2 separate regions of the Mus musculus genome follow, and region 2 is linked to region 1. Evidence: chromatin contacts called from public targeted proximity ligation data. All regions are on one chromosome and are shown on one strand. The core of a region is the stretch at or near the end of the contact, and the rest is flanking DNA. Distances in the headings are between cores, read along the strand shown.

Region 1 (7,909 bases), core at 3,414-5,913:
CTAGAGATGGGCCTGACCGCTGCCATAGAAACAAGCATCTGTGTTCTGGAAGGTCATCAGGACAGCTAAGCTCTGGGGACGAGATGGAGGTTGTGGTCCTTCACAGTAGGGCATGGACCAGTGCCCCTGGGAATGGCAGTGGGAAGCAGACCTACTGCAGGCCTGGAGGCAAGTCACAGGAGGGTGCCATGCACCTGTGAAGACACCTCTGCCTCTAGAATGCAGTTAGCCTACAGCAGGGCAAGGGCTGGGCTATCTGGGGACCGTGGGATCACTAACCTTTTGTCGGCTGGTGCACATCGCCGGCTCCTCCTCTCCCGGCCCCCCCCTCGGAGAACAGTAAGGACCCTACTGGAGAAGCAGAATTGGGGAGTCAGGCACAGGGGCTTTGCAGCCAGTCCCATCCCAGTCTCTTGAGGTGACAGAGGCCCTATCCAGGACAAAGGTGCTGCTTGCAGGCATGGGCAAGGGAGGAGAGCTTCTCTGGGGATTCCCTGGCTTTCAGGGTCTCTGGAGAAGGAGCCATGTGACAATCCAAAGGCCACCAGCCTCAGGTGAGGAATGAGTCAGTCTAGGGTGAAGAGACCAAGTCAGGGGAGAAGGGCAGTCCTGGAGACCGACCAAGGTCCTGAGCACCCTGTGGGGCCACTGCCACATCCCTGGGGCTCATGCTCCTCCCTCCCTGGGCTCTGCTCACATCTCCTGCTGGTTAGAGAATAATCTTGTCAACCTGCTTCTGCCTGGCTTACACCCGTGCTATACTTCAATCCAGGTACAAAGCCCTCCTGTTCAGGGACTGTCCTCTCATGGGCCACCTGTCACTGCTTCGGTCACTGCAGTGGGAGCTCTGATGGCCTCCACCTAAACTCTGGGGCTTCCCCGGTCTGTCCTTCCACCACACTCGAAGAAGGGCTGTGCTCATCCAAGGAGGTCCCGGCTAGGCGGGGCTCGGGGGGATATACAAGCAAATCTTCCTCAGACACCAGTTCTCAGCCCCATTCCCTGGCTCACCACACAGGGCCCAGCTCCAGCACCCCCAGAGGCACAGGTTGCCATGTCTGGGCTCCACGCTGGCTTGAGCTTAACCCACCCTTACCACTGAACAGGTGCTCTCTGGAGCCTGGCTCCCAGGCAACCAGCCCTACCGCTAGACCCACAGGATGAGGAGAATTCAGGAATAAAAGGGGAAGTTTCTTTCTGGGCTCTTCCTCCAACTCCAGTCCCCAGCTCCCAGAACTAAAACTAAACAAACATCTGAGCTGCAGAAGCTTTCATGTGAGGGGAGGCATCTCTGGGACCCTTCGAGCAAACATCCTCAGTGTATGAGGTGAGCCACAGCCAGCCCTCCCCCAACCAAGGCCTTAGAGGAAAGAAGGATGTGAGGGAGTCAGCCAGGACCCTTCTCCTAACTTCCTGTATGGGCTTCCTCCTGCTTTCCTCTGGCCATAATTTCCCATGCCTCCACAAATTCCAGGCCCATATTCATCAGACCTAAATCCATCCCAAATTTCATATCTTGGCAAAACTCTGTTGCAGCCTAGACGTGGTCCCACCGTCTCTCGGTTAAATACACAGGCCTGTCTCTTGGGCAGGTACAGCAGAGCCGCCAAGGGTGCTAATAGAGGTGGATACAGGGATGGCAGGGGGTCACAGCTGGAGGGGACCAGTCAGAACTCCTGGGTTCCCCTCCAGGTTGGTTAATGCCAGGTATCCTCTACCCTTGCAATACTTAGATTAGATCCCAGAGCCTCGAGTATGCAAAGACAACAATCTACTGCTTAGCTATGCCTCGGCCCCCAAGACTGGGGTTTTGACTGGTGGGAGGAACTTTGCCAAGGGTAGGTGCAAGCTAAAGGACAAATTAGAGTCTAGCCACTTAGTAGGGCTATCATGCCACCTGGTGGGGCTGTCATGCCTCCTGGTGAGGTTCTGTAATCACAATAGCCAGTCATTTGTCTCTCTGGTATATGGTCGACTGTCAGATAGCGATAAGAGACTCAAAAGATAATGGAGGGAAGGCAGAGAGCGAGGAATTGTGGGGAGGGAGGATCCTACACCTCCAGCCCCATAGTTTCCCTTTCCAACCCATTCTAGGGACAGGGATTAAATGGGGTATCTTCCACAGCAGCCAGGGGAGAGGAATGTGTTGCCTCAAATCCTTTCTGCAGCCCAGGAAGGCCCTTCTCTTTTTTACTCGCATTCATAGAAAAGAGAGAGTGAGCAGAATGAGTGGATGCAAATCAAACACCGGCATGAGAAAGAGAAAGCAAGATGTACCACGAGGAAGATGGAGAGAAAACAAATGCAAGGAGACTGGAGACAACGGCAGGAGAGTGTACATCTGACATCAGAAACCAAGGTGACGTGAGGGTGGACGGTGGACCCGTGGGGGGGGGAGGGGGACGGAGAGGGCCAGCCCCACCCCTGCCAGGCACCCCCATACAAATAAAGAAATGGCCAAGGGAAAGGGAAGGGAAGGAAGGAGGGAGGCAGGAGGGGTGAAGGAGAAGGGGTTGGGGGAGAGAACAGAAAAGCCAGGCACAGTCTGGGGCAATCCAGTCCAATCCAAACGAAACCAAAACTTCAAACCATACCTTCGCTGTTTAACGTCAGGTGAGCCGGACCTTGGAAAGGGGAAGAAGAGAAAGAAAGAAAAGAAGAAAAGAAAGAAAGAGAAGAGGAAAGAAACAAAGAAACACGAGTCATGAAATCCGCCAGAGAGAAGGGAGGGGAAGTTGCTGCTGCCACAATTTAAAACCCTGTTAACTTGTGACAGACATCGGGGGAGAGCCCCCAGCCCAGCAGCTGAGGGAAGGGGCCCGATGCAGAAACAGAGGGTAGAGGGAGGGGAAGGGGTGTCAGAGGGTGGGCGAGAGGTGTGAGCCAGAGGAGGCGGGCAGGTGGGCGTTGCTGCAGGGGAGGGGAGAGAATTTTTTGGTTTCTTATTTTTTTTTCTTCTTGCCGGAAAAAAAAAAGAGAAAAGGAAAAGGAAAGGGAAGCAGCATGGCGCGGGGCGGCGCGAAGCGGCCTTTCCCTTTTCCTTTTTCCTTTTTTCTTTTTTTCTTTTCTTTTTTTTTTTTCTTCCAGGAGGTGGAGAAAAAAAAAAAAAACGGTCAACGAGAAAAAAACAATTCGGATGGAGGAGAAAATAAAACACAACACAAAAATCAGAGCCACCTGGAGAGAGAGAGAGTGTCCCGTTAGAGTGGGATTGAGTGGGCAAGGGGACGCCAGCCATCACATGCACACACACACACACACACACACACACATGCACACACACACACATGTACACACACATGCATACACATGTGCACGCGCACACACACCAGGGGTCTGCATAACCTTGCGGGAAAGTGGGTAGTATAGAAACCTGGGCCTTAAAGGAAACCTCCAGACTGGGACTTAGAAAAGCCTCCTCTACAGCCCTAACTCTTCCAGCTGCCCATTCCAGCCACGCATGGAGAGAGCAGGTTCCAAAAGAAAACCTGCTTGTTTCTGAGAACTAGGGAAGCTGGAAGAAGGCATCTGCACCTATGGAAACCCTGGATCAAAAGATGCTGTGATTCTTTCAGAATCTGGGAATCTAGAAACTGTGCCTTCGGACAGCCAAGACCCCTGGGCAAGAGGCCAAGCACTCTGAAAGATCCAAACCCTTCCTGCCTAAATGACGCTACGGGTCCCCTTTCCCTGGCCAGGCCCTTGCTGAGGACAATTTAGCCCAGTGAGCAAGCCCTGGCAACCCTAACCTTCTTCAACCTGAGTCATTCCAGAATGAGCCACACCAGGCCTCCAGGCCCCAGAGAGACTGACAGCACCAGACCAGCGACAGAACTGATTCTCCTGGATCCCTGAGATGACCAACTAGCCCTACCCAACCCCTGCTCCCTGCCCAACCCCAGCCCTACCTCCCTGCTGTGGAGTCTGGCAAAGAGGGCTGGGGAGGAACAGTCTGCTGTCAGTAAATCATCCCAGCTCCTGTGGCATGAGATGCTAGACCTTGAGCCGGAAACTGAAGCCAGTGTGGAGATCAAAGAGCTGCAAGTATCTCTGGGGCACAGAGAGGACCAGGGTAGCCAGTGCCCAGGAGCCGAGGAGGCTGGGAAGGGCTTGGGCCCTGGGGAAAACAGAGCCATGTGGCTCCCGGCAGCTTCCTCTCCATCTCCATTGGTGTCTTCTTCCTTTATCTCACCTCTAGGTCGGAGGCTAGCTTGAGGGAGGAGGCCACAGTAACTGGGGCAGCATCAGGACAACACAGTTCTCAGGACACAGGATTTATTCAAAGCACTGGGAGGGTCTCCAGCTTTTTGGCTGTCTTTATACTCCTTGCTTCAAATAGTTCCTACCCTGCCACTCACGCTTAGACTACAAAATTCCAGCACCCCACTTCTAAACCTCAGGCCCCAAACCCTCCTCCCACTCTGCCTGTCAGCAGCAGCCTTGCCCTGAGGCCTTACTCTTAGAAATCCAGGCTTCTGTTGCCCTCAGTCCAGTGTTCGAGGGCCCATGGATTCAGTTTTTTGTCCTCTGCCCCCACCAGCACCTACAGCCCCTTAGGCCTGACTCCTGCTGGAGGAAGCCACACAGCTACCCTCAAGACCCTTCCGCTGCCCAGCTCTCTGCCAGCCTCATTAGCATGCGGCACTCTCCCTCTGTCACCAAGGCAACCAGCTGCTCAGCTCCCTCAGGCGTGACAGCACCAGCCATCTTGGTGAGGGGAGACCCGTTCCCTTCCTGTCTACTCCTGGCTCATCCTCAGATGACCGGATGACAGAGGCATCCCTCCCTACAACCTGTCTCCTCTCCCATCCCAATTATAGCTTGCTCTTTGTACCCTGGCCCCAGTACCCCTGGGGTGCTCTCTCCCCCATGACTACCTGTGGCATCCTGCCCCTCCTTCCACTCCTCCTACAGGCTGGCAGTGACGAACGTCAATGCCAAAGGCCCTCCCTTGGGTATTCTGTTTGGCTAATCTGGGTCTCCTCTCCTTGCTCGGAAGAGATTAAGGAAAGAATGGAGGCGCTCAGGGCACTGCATGGCAGGATACCTGGGTTCCTAGAGGAAGCCAACCCTTAGGCCTAGCATCCCAGCATGAAGGGACAGAGAAGGGGAGGCACAGAGAACCTCCAAGAGATCTGAAGAGGGACCTCAGGGAGGTCCAGCTGAGCCTGTGTCCTCACTTGCAGTCTCACCCCTGACTTGCACCCAGATCCCAGGACAACAGCCATGGAAAGAAAAAGATGGCAAAATTAAGAGACACAGACAGACATGCACAAGGACACACAGAAGGACCACATTCCTACCTGTGTACACACACACACCATATACACCCTGCACTATTGCTGATATTCAGGCCCACATCCATACCAGCAGGTTACCAGGACACCTCACACAGAGCTCATTCCCTGGTCTCCAAAGCTGACCTTCCCTTGATCTTCTCATGCCTTTCTCTCCTCTCCCTGCTCCAAGTTCCTTCTCTGCAGCCTCTGCCCTTCCCTCTCAGCCAGGCCTTCCCTGCTAAGCTCCTCTCCTTTCTCTCCTTTCTCTCCTTTCTCTCCTCTCCTCCCCCTCTCTCTCCCTCTCCCTCCCTCCCTCTCCCTCTCTCCCCCCTCTCTCCCCCCAGCTCTTTTTAATCCCACCACTTGCTCCTCTCCCTGTCTCTGTGCCCCCTCCTCCTCCCAAGCCTCTCCTCTCCCTTGTCTTTACTCTCTCCCTCCATCCATCTCTCCCTTTATTCCAGAGGAGACATCTAGAGCAAGTTAAAGTCACTAAATCTTATCTCCAGCCCTCAGAAGGCTGTGTCCACCCAGATGTGCAGGCTCTCTCCTTCTCTCTCCTTCTCTCTCACATGCATACTGGGTAAACAGTGACACACAGAGATGCAAACACACAAAGCTCTGGTGGTTCCTCCAGAGACACATGGACACACGCCACTCCATGGACAAAATAATAAGCTGGTGCCCAGCACGCCCACACAGACAGCCAAGCCAAGAGAAGATGTGCACACACAAACACAGATGCAGACACAGACACTAGGTCACCCGAGGAGACCCGAAGAGAAGAAACAGACGAGGTAAGCTGAGGATACCACAAGGAAAACGGGTTCCACTTATACCCAGACCTGTAGCCCTCACTGCCTGTCCTTCCCAGGACTCACACATCCTTGGAGTCTCTGTGCTCTTCCCAGAAGGGCCAGGCCCAGGGGTCTTAGAGTGCATCCTACCCACTACCTTCCCAGGATAGGGGACTGTGGAACAGGATGGTAACCAGGATATAGCCTTCCCTCATAATCGTTTATCCAGCGTCACTGTGATAACCTGTAAGATCGACCATAATCCAGCCTCCAAGGGTAGGCCACCCTATCTATCCTCAACCTTCCTTAGTCCCCCCAAAGAAGGAGAAGAAACGGAGGGGAAAGCAAAGATAGAGAGAAAGTTTCTAAGGACGACAGAACCCAGAGCAGCTGGGGAAGGAGAGGGACAGAGAGAGGTCCACAGACAGAGCCCTGGAGAAAGAGAGGCAAAGACAATGACGAGAGAGAGAGAGAGAGAGAGAGAGAGAGAGAGAGAGAGAGAGAGAGAGAGAGAGAGAGAGAGAGAATGGACAGAGATCTGAGAACTGCCACCCTTGCCATGGACTGGGCTGAACGAAGAAGCTGATCTCTTCCTCAAGCCATGGGCAGCTTTAGCAGAGTAGAAGAGCTGGCCCTGCTCATACCCCCCAACCATGGGACAGATCCCACCCTGCCTGTATACTCGACCACACTCCCACTGACCTGCAGCAGCACGGACTCTCTGCAGCACAGGCTACAGGCCAGCAGCCAACCCTGTCACCCCACCCCCGACTCTCTTTACATGGCCACTATAACACTTCCTAAACTGGGCAAAACCGTGTCTACCTACTCACTTCCGAGTGCGTCCAACAGTACCAGCTATGTTCCTTCACACCCCCCTTGTCATCTCTTCCCAGAGATCCTCTTCCCTTCACAGCAAGGCAGAAGGCTGGGAGCAGCATGGGGTAAGGACCTGTGCTCTGCTCAGCAGCCTCCCCAGTCAATGAGCAAAGAGGCCCAGGAAGAGGCAGTCCAATGGAGAAGTCTCCAGACTTCCTTCCCCCGGGCACCCCGCAAATGTGAGCAGGCCAGAGCTGTTGCATGGCCAATGACATCCCTTCAAATGGACCCCACGGGGAAATATGAATTACCCTAATGATAAAGGAGGCTCCACTCACCTTCCATGGGGTGTTCCTCTAAAGTCAGCCATGTTCAGAGAAGGGAGCAGGGAGAGAAGAGAAAGGAGACCTGTTAGCAAATGTGCTTTAAGAACCAAGGGGTTCCAGGTTCCCCAGCCTACCAAGGCTCTGGCATGAATAACCCAAACTAGAAACCCAAAATCTCAGGGAACAGCTTCGCCTCAGACAGGGCAGTGGCCACACGATCCCCTGAATGAGTCCTCCCAAATCAGCAAGTACAGGAAGGCAGGAAGGGACCTCTACATTTTACACCAGATCCTATTATACTAGGAAACTGAGGCCCAGAGCAGGGGCATGACAACCCAAGATCACACAGAGACAGGAAGCAGGACAGCAAGCAGGCGATGAGCAGCCAGCACCAGCCGCCAGCCGGGCTTCCCTACTCCCCGAGGCAGGCTCCTCTCTTGCACACATTCCACTGCAGCTCAGAGACAGATGGGGACATGCTCACACCAGAGACTGTCTTACTGAGCTCGCAGAGACACAATCACGCTCAATGACACACTGACACACATAAGCACCGAACGACGCACTCTTGCCTTTAGCTCTCATCCGACTCACACTTAATACAGTGCTCCAGTCAAGAATCTGCCCAGCCTATAGCCCACTCCCCACCCAGGAAAAAAAGGCGTCCACACTGAGTCAGAACACAGTTCTG
Region 2 (7,909 bases), core at 2,024-4,523, 220 kb before region 1:
AGGTCTGGGGTGTGTTTGTTACAGCAGCTGACCTATGCTGACTAGCACTGTGTTAAGCTATAGAGGTCTGGGGTGTGTTTGTTACAGCAGCTGACCTATGCTGACTAGCACAGACACGCTTCCTGGAGTGCCTTCTCCCATCCTACCTTTCCCCTTCTCTTCCCATCCCCCCAGCTCATTGGCTGGATTGCATCTTTGCCAAGTCTGTGCAAGTGGGTTTGATACCTAAACAGTGTCAAGGTTCTGCTAGCAACGAAGAAGGTGGGCGTTGATTTGGGGAGGCATCCGCCAACAGCGGCTAGTGTTAGTGAGGGGACACAGTTCTTTGTTGTTGTGGTTTTTGTCTTTTTTTTTTTTTTAATGTTTATTGTTACCTCCACACACTGTGACCTGCTGACCCATCTTGCTGACCCTGATCTTAGACTCTTGCGATGCCAAATGGAGCACCGTTTCGTTGATTTGTCTTTTCAGATATGCTTAGAGCTTCTGTGTACAAAATTATAAAAACCACAGGGCAGCAAGATGGCTCATCCAGTAAAGATGCCAGCCTCCAAGCCCAACGACCCCAGTTTGATCCCTGGGACCCACATAGTAGTGAGAGCTGACTCCTGAGGGTTGCTTCTGATTTCCGCATGTGTACTGTGGAGGGTCCCGGGGTGGTCCCTGCAGCTGGAGTTACAGGCAGTTGTGAGCTGCTCGGCATGGGTGTTAGCAGCTGACCTCAGGTCTCCTGGAAGAGCAGTGCGTGCTCTCAACTGCTGGGCCATCTCTCCAGCCCCAGGTTGGTCTGGTATTCACTATGGAGACCAGGCTGACCTTGATATGGTGGCAATCCTGTCTCAGACTTCTGTGAGTGTTGGGATTGCAGGCATTGCTGTCCTGCTTGCCTTTCATGTATCTTAAAAACTTTAAAGTTATTGTTTGATTTAAATATTTATACTTAAATAAATAATAGTTTGTTTGTTTAAAACAGGGCTCGCTTCTTAACCTGGATCTTGTTGTGTAGACCTGGATCTTGCTGTGTAGACCAGGCTGATCTTGAACTTACAGACCATCTGCTTGCCTCAGCCTGGAGGCTGGGATTAAAGGAGCGCTCAGCACACCTTCTCCTTGAATACTTAAACCACACAAAGCTGCCCTTCAGTATCTGCAGAGGGTGCCCTCCCCACAACGGAATCTGCAGATGCTTATTTGCATAAAATGGCATGATATTTGCATATAACCTAGGTGCATCCTCTCTTATAGTTTAAAATGGCTCTAGATTTCTGCTAAGACCCAATACTATGCAAATGCTATGTAAATAGAGAATAGCGGCACAGAGAAGTCTGTTCATATTTAGTACAAATGCTGGGGTTTTTTTTTTTTTTTTAAATAGTTTAGCTCAAACGTTTGCTAAATCCGTGGATTTGGAGCTCGAAGATACTAAGTGTTGCCTGAGCCACTGAGGTAGACTGGTGCATCTTAGAGGTAGGGAGATGAAGAACTTGGGGCCAGCCTAGGCTACAGAAAAGCTTGCCTGGAAAACAAACAACCCCCCAGACAAACAATTTAAACATGACGCCCATGATTAAAATAAAGATAAATCAGCATACTGCTCATGTCTCAGGTTCTACTCTTTTTTTTTTTTTTTTTTTTTGGTTTTTCAAGATAGGGTTTCTCTGTGTAGCCCTGGCTGTCGTGGAACTCACTTTGTAGACCAGGCTGGCCTCGAACTCATAAATCCACCTGCCTCTGCCTCCCAAGTGCTGGGATTAAATAAAGGCGTGTGCCACCACTACCCCAAGTTCCACTCGTATTTTTAACCTTTCCCCTCTGAGACAGAGTCTCATGAAGCCCAGCCCAGCCATGAGTTAACTGAAGACATAGTCTCATGAAGCCCAGCCCAACCATGAGTTAAGTCGCTTCCAGGCTAAGGACGACCTTGAACTTCTGGTTTTCTGCCTTCATCTCCCGAGGACTGGGATTATAGGCCTGTGTCATCATCCTCGACTCATCTTAGTTAGCTAGCTAGTTTACTCATTTTATTTTTTTTTACAGAGGCAGATTGTCACTGTATAGACCAGGCTGGCCTTCAACTCGGGGTGCTAGGATTAAAGGTGTGTGTGTGTGTGTGTGTGTACACGCATGTGCACTGGTGGAAGTCAGAGGACAGTTTGGAGGAGTCGATTCTCCCCTTTAACGTGTGGGTCCTGAGGATAAAAGCTCAGGTCATCAGGCCTCGTTCTGCCTTTACCCCCCGAGGCCCCCCAGCTACGTTTAGAGCTTTTTAATAGCATTTCCCCTTTTTTGTCTTTCTAGTTCCTATTTGTGAAAGCTGTGGTTCCTGCTGCCTGTTCTGGTGTTGTGCAGGGTCCGGCTTCAGCTGGGCCTCCTCTCCTGCTGCCCTGGGGAAGGAGGCTTGATCTCCATCACCTGTGTGGATGTTGGTCCACTTGGCACCTGTAGGCACCTCCACTTCCATCTAGGGTTGTTGTTGTGAACTGTTGTGTTGAGGGAACAACGGCTTGTTCTCCCTCTCCATTGCCTGGGTGCCATTGGCTGGGACCTTCATGTCATAGACCTCAATTCACTGTAATTTTTCCATGTAATTGTGTAGTTGTAATTTTTAAGGTGTCACCAACTTTTCTTTTTTTTTCCTTTTATTTTTTTAACATTTATTTCTTTTGGTTGTGTTCACGTGCTTGTGTAGTACACACCACAGCACGTGTGAGGTGTTCGGAGAAGACTGCCTGCAGAATCATCCTCTCTACCAGGTGGGTCCCTGGAACCAAACTCAGGTCATCAGGCTTCGAAGCAGGTGCCCTTACCAGCTGAGCCATCTTATTGGCCCAGTGACCAACCTTTTCTGTGGAGGGCCAGACAGCACCTGTTTTAGGTTGCTGGTTGTGACTGCCTCTGTGGCAGGTCCTCCGCTGAGCCATGGGAGTGAGAAAGGCAAGGATGGCAAGACACTCAGGGATCCGTGGCGCCCACACAGCGCTGTGTGCAGACCCCCCAGTGCAGGCTTGATCGAGCTTGCTCTTCACAGGGGATGACATGTTCTTCTGTCCCAAGGCACACAATGCCTGGGGCTCCCAACTGCATTTTAACTTGAAAAATACAAAAAAATGAGATCAAACCCCAAAGCCCCGCTAGCTCTAGATACCACCACGCTTTTGGAGAAGTGTATAAATTGAGAAGTGAAAGACTTGGTGGTCTCTTTGTACGCCTTTAACAAGTGTTCCTGGGCAGATGGAGCCACTTCCTCTCACCTTCTCAGAACCAGAGGGCAAGAGCCCAGGGCATGTGTCATCTCCAGCCGTGTAGTGCCTCCATTCTGCCCCACAGATGTGTCTGCACAGGGGAAGGTCAGAGCTCGGACGTCCACCCTCTAGCCAGCTTAGCAGACTCTGGGATCCCTAAAGGGCTGAGAGGTTACATAGACACCCCACTAGCTGGAACCTTCTCAAAGGGGATACTGCTGCTGATGGTGAAGATGACCGTGGCTCCTTTTCTGAAAACCTTTTTACCAGTTTTCTTGTAAATAAACAGACAGAATTTAGAAAAATAAGTGTATATTTATCTGGTGTATGTGTATCTGTATGCGTGCCTGCTCATGCCACAGTGCATATGTGTGGTGGTGGTCAGAGGACAGCTTGCAGGAACCCCAGGATTGAATTCACTGGTTATCAGTCTCTGTGGCACTTTGAATCATCTTATGAGCCTGCAAATGGATTTTTACATGACCCCTTAGCCATGTATGGTGGCACATGCCTGTGGTCCCAGAACTTGGGGTGGGGGTGGGGGGTGGGGGCTAGGAATGGGGCTGAAGGATCAGGAGTTCAAGGCAAGCCATGGCTAAATAAAACCTTGCCTCAGAACAAGTCAACCAACCAACCAACAAAAACCGGATTTAAATGCTCCAGAAGAGAGAGAAAGGGCAGAGACTGACCTCGGCGTGACCTGGGTGTGTCCTGGGTGATTTGCCATTCCCTCGAGTGGCAGGCAGAGGCATCTGGAACAGGTGTCCAGGCATCCCCGGGGAAGCTCCTTGGCCCCTCTTCCCTTTCCTCTTTTTCCTTTAATTCCGTTGCAGCCTAGCTCCTTGCCTAGCCTTCTCTGCGATAAGGCATGGGGATAGATGGATCGCAATCCTGGCTCTCCCGTCCCTTCTAGTGACTTGCCCTCTCACCCACCAGATGGCGCTCTCGACCACTTGGTTCCTGGCTCCCAGTGTAGCACCACTGCCTGGGGGTGGGGGCAGGAGCAGTGCTTGGAGAATAAATGTGGGTAGGAGGGAGAGGTGCAGCTCAGGGCTCAAATGCAGCTCATGCTCGGGTCGCAGGGGAACCTGCTTCTTATTAGTGGAGGCTTTAAGGAAACACTGTGGCTTCGAACCCATTCGGCCATTCGGCTCCTAGATGACCCCCCTGGATTGTCAGGGTGGCACCCCAGAGGTAGGCTGGGATGGGGAAGGTTTTTGTTTTTTGTTTTCCCCTCCAGGAAGCCAGAAGGGTGTCATCACAGTGAGGCATCTCTCAGAACTTGATTTGTGTCCCCTGTTACTTGGGGACATGTTGGATGGGTGACTGACACGCACCAGAGACAGTGGAATGGTGATTGATCAGTGGATAAGCCTGAGGCAGCAGAGGAGACGGCTGCGCTCTGGGACATACGTGCTCTGTCTGGCAGTTTCTCCTGGCATCCCAACCAGATCTCCCTTCTGTGGTGAAGGGCCCTCCACGGAGGGCCATGTCTGGCAGGCTCTGGATATAGCCCACAGTCAATGGCTAACTAATGCAATGGCCAGGAAGCTGGACCCTCCCTCAGATCTGGAGAAGTCTCGTGTACAACTGATGTCCCCAAGCCTCCCTGGATCTGTCCAGGGCTGGACTTAGCTCTAAGGTCACATTCCTTCTGTCTTAGTCTTTTTCTGTTGCTGATAACACAAACCCACGGGCTGGGTAAGCAATCAAGAAAGGAGGTTAATTTTGGCTCATGGGTCTGGTCCAAGGTCAAGGGGCAGCATCTATGATGTTCTTGTTGGCAGAATCCCAAGGTTGCACAGGGCATCACATGGCAAGAAGCAGGGCTCTCCTGAGATCTGGCCAGCTGGCTTCTATAACAGGGCCACTCTGGAGATAACTAACTCATCAATCCATTAATCACAGGAGTGGATTAATCCACTTGGGAGGGAGAGCCCTGTATCTCTTAATCTCTCATAATGGGGATTAAACTTCAACACTCATTCTGAGAGAGATAATCCACAGTGTTTATTGAGCCCCTCCCTTCCCTGACCTTTGCCCTTACCCTCTAGGGACTTGTCCCAGCCGGCTGGCCTCTAGCAAACCCTGGTCCCAGGCTCTGCTTCTAAGCATTCCAAAGTAGGGATCCATTCTGTGTAGCGTTTGATGTGCAGCCGTATTGTGCTGTGCATCCCTGCATAGAGGGACATCTATACTCATGGGACCCTTCTCAGTTGACAGGCCTTGGGAAGGGGACCTGATTGTGGTGATGGGGAATCCATTGCTGGTGGTCCCTGCCATAGGATGGCAGAATAGCTGCTTATACTACAACTTGTAATGGCCAGGGACAAAATTCAGGGTAAAATTTACATCAGTTCCTGGTAGTTAAGAACTGCAGGAGATGGTGTGGGGGATGGGGGGTTTGCAGAGGATGCAGAGTAGGGAGGGAGGGCTGATCATCACTTACAGGACCTAAGAAAACCCTCCGCTTCCACAATAGAGGGTGGGTAAAATACTTGGTGCAGAACCTCAGGACTGAGGACAGGGTAGAGTTCCCAGCCTGCAGAGGTCTCCTGTATCAGTCCACTTGCTGTTATGGTAATGAAACACCCAAGATAGGCTAACATTTATTGGTAGGAGTCTTAAAGGCTGAAAGCCCAAAGATCATAGTGCAGTCTTGGGTGAGGGCTCCTTCTGGCCATACACCACCTCAAGGTGGAAGGGAAGGGAGGAGCCATACACAGTGCTGAGTGATCACAGCTCCAGCAGGACCAAGTGCAAGCATTTACTATCTTACCAACGGACTTCAGGCAGTTATCTTAATCATCCCTAAGAGCAACTTCTCAGTGGTCTAAGAATCTCCTGTGTGTGTGTGTGTGTGTGTGTGTGTGTGTGTGTGTGTGTGTGTGTGTGTATGTGTGTGTGTTTCAATCCCTGGCACCACATAACGGAAGAAAACTGACTTCCAAAGGCTGTGACCTCCAGAAGAGGTCCTGACACCCATGCTTGCACATCTTTTACATGACATCTTTTCGGGGATACATTCACCTCACCGCTAGGAGGAGCATCCCATGGCCTCTAGCAACCACATGAAAGGGAAAACCCTGTCCATTCAGGTGCTGTTTGGGAGATGGAGCAAGAAGGGCAAGTGGGGGGCGGGGATCACATCTGTGAATGGTAAAGGGAGGAGGGAGTGGGCTGCTGGGCTTCAAAGACTTTCAAGCACAAGAGGGTGTGAGAGGAAGGAAAGAAGGAGAGGGTCGGGTGGGATAGCCTTCCTTTGTAGTTCTGATATAGGTCCCAGATGCCCAGCAGGGGGTGTGAGAGCAAAGACTGTGTGTCTTGGTTACTTTTTGTGGTTGTGATAAGACACCAGGGCCAAGGCAACTTATAGAAGAAAGCATTTAATATGTGGGCTCAGGGTACCAGAGGATTGGAGTCTGTGACTATCATGGCAGTGAGCATGACAGTGGGCAGGCGTGGGGCTGGAGTAGTAGCTGAGAGTTTACATTCTTACGGTAAGAACAAGGCAGAGAGAGAAAGCTCTAAGTGGGAACAGCATGGGCTTTTAAAATCTCAAAGCCTACTCCCCAGTGACATACCTCCTCCAACAGGGCCACACCTCCTAATCCTTACCAGATAATTTCACCACCTGGGGAATCATGCATTCAAATACAGGAGCCTGCGAGGGCCATTTTCATTCAAACTACCACAGTTTCCAAAATCCCACCACAGAAGAGAATGTCAGCCACCCTGCGTTATCATTCTCTGTGGTGGGCATGGCCTTGGACCAGGTACTGTGACCTCACCATGGAGACTGTCAACTCACTGCCCTACCAGGGACAGGCTCTCCTGAACAGAGGAGGTGTGACATTTATCTTCAGGGTTTCCACAATGGGTTATCCTGGTCTTTTGGGAACTGTTTGGATGTAGAATCCACATGGAAACTGATCCCGGTTGTTGGAACATGCCCTTCTAGGTGGTTCTACCAGCCCGTGGGCAGAGTGCCAGATGGAACCTGCTTGTCTACTATTGCTGCTGGTGGAGACAGAGGCGGGTAAGGGTGCGTGGGGGCTCAGGGGCTTATCAGGATAGACATGTGCCTAGAAAGCGCAGTATAGGAAGTTCGGAGATAACGAAGACTGGTTAAGGTGTCAGCCCAGTAGAGGGACCTGAAGCAAGATGAGCGCACAGCGTGGCAGGGGTTGGGCTGAGCAGCCAGCCTTATCTCCAGCCACTGTAGAGATGATGGCTTCCTACAGGCTCAGGAGCATGGGTGTCTACTGTCACCTCAGCACATCTGCCCTGTCAGCCATTTGGGACCACCCCCAAGGCCCCAGCATGAGACCATCACACTGAGCTGGACACACAGCCACTTGTGCAGAGAGCCTATTCCATCTCATCCCTTCCATCCTGGGGAGGGTGGTGAGCCATCGCATTAGCCCACTTGCTACCTAAAGGCTTCTTCTGGCCTTTAGGGTCTCAAGCCAAACCTCTCTCTGAGAGCTTGAAAAGTACCTAAATCATGGACCTGGGGCTCACTTTGTGAGAAAGGAGGTCTGGCAGGGATCATCTGACATCCAAGAAGAACAGCACTGCCTAGATTTAGCATCTCTTAGGCTCTGGCTTCTAGGCTGAAGCCTGTTGCTGTCCTTCAGGGAGAGGTTGCTCCTGAGACAAGCACT

What was found.
Region 2: a targeted proximity ligation map of pro-B cells shows a contact between it and region 1, with 5 times the contacts expected there. A contact is called at or near these places in 6 of 130 datasets of targeted methods (the NIH/3T3 cell line, astrocytes, embryonic stem cells and 3 more) and 1 of 9 other capture datasets (adipose tissue).

What each region holds. Positions count from the first base shown.
Region 1 is chr19:6,442,970-6,450,878 of GRCm38.p6, reverse strand. It overlaps Nrxn2 (neurexin II), which reads right to left. Exons shown (of 23, transcript NM_001205234.2): 3 at 7,231-7,248; 4 at 2,595-2,624; 5 at 280-351. Among named protein-coding and RNA genes, the nearest start is that of Gm14965, 28 kb to the right of the region's middle.
Region 2 is chr19:6,659,830-6,667,738 of GRCm38.p6, reverse strand. No RefSeq gene overlaps it. Among named protein-coding and RNA genes, the nearest start is that of Gm32245, 97 kb to the right of the region's middle.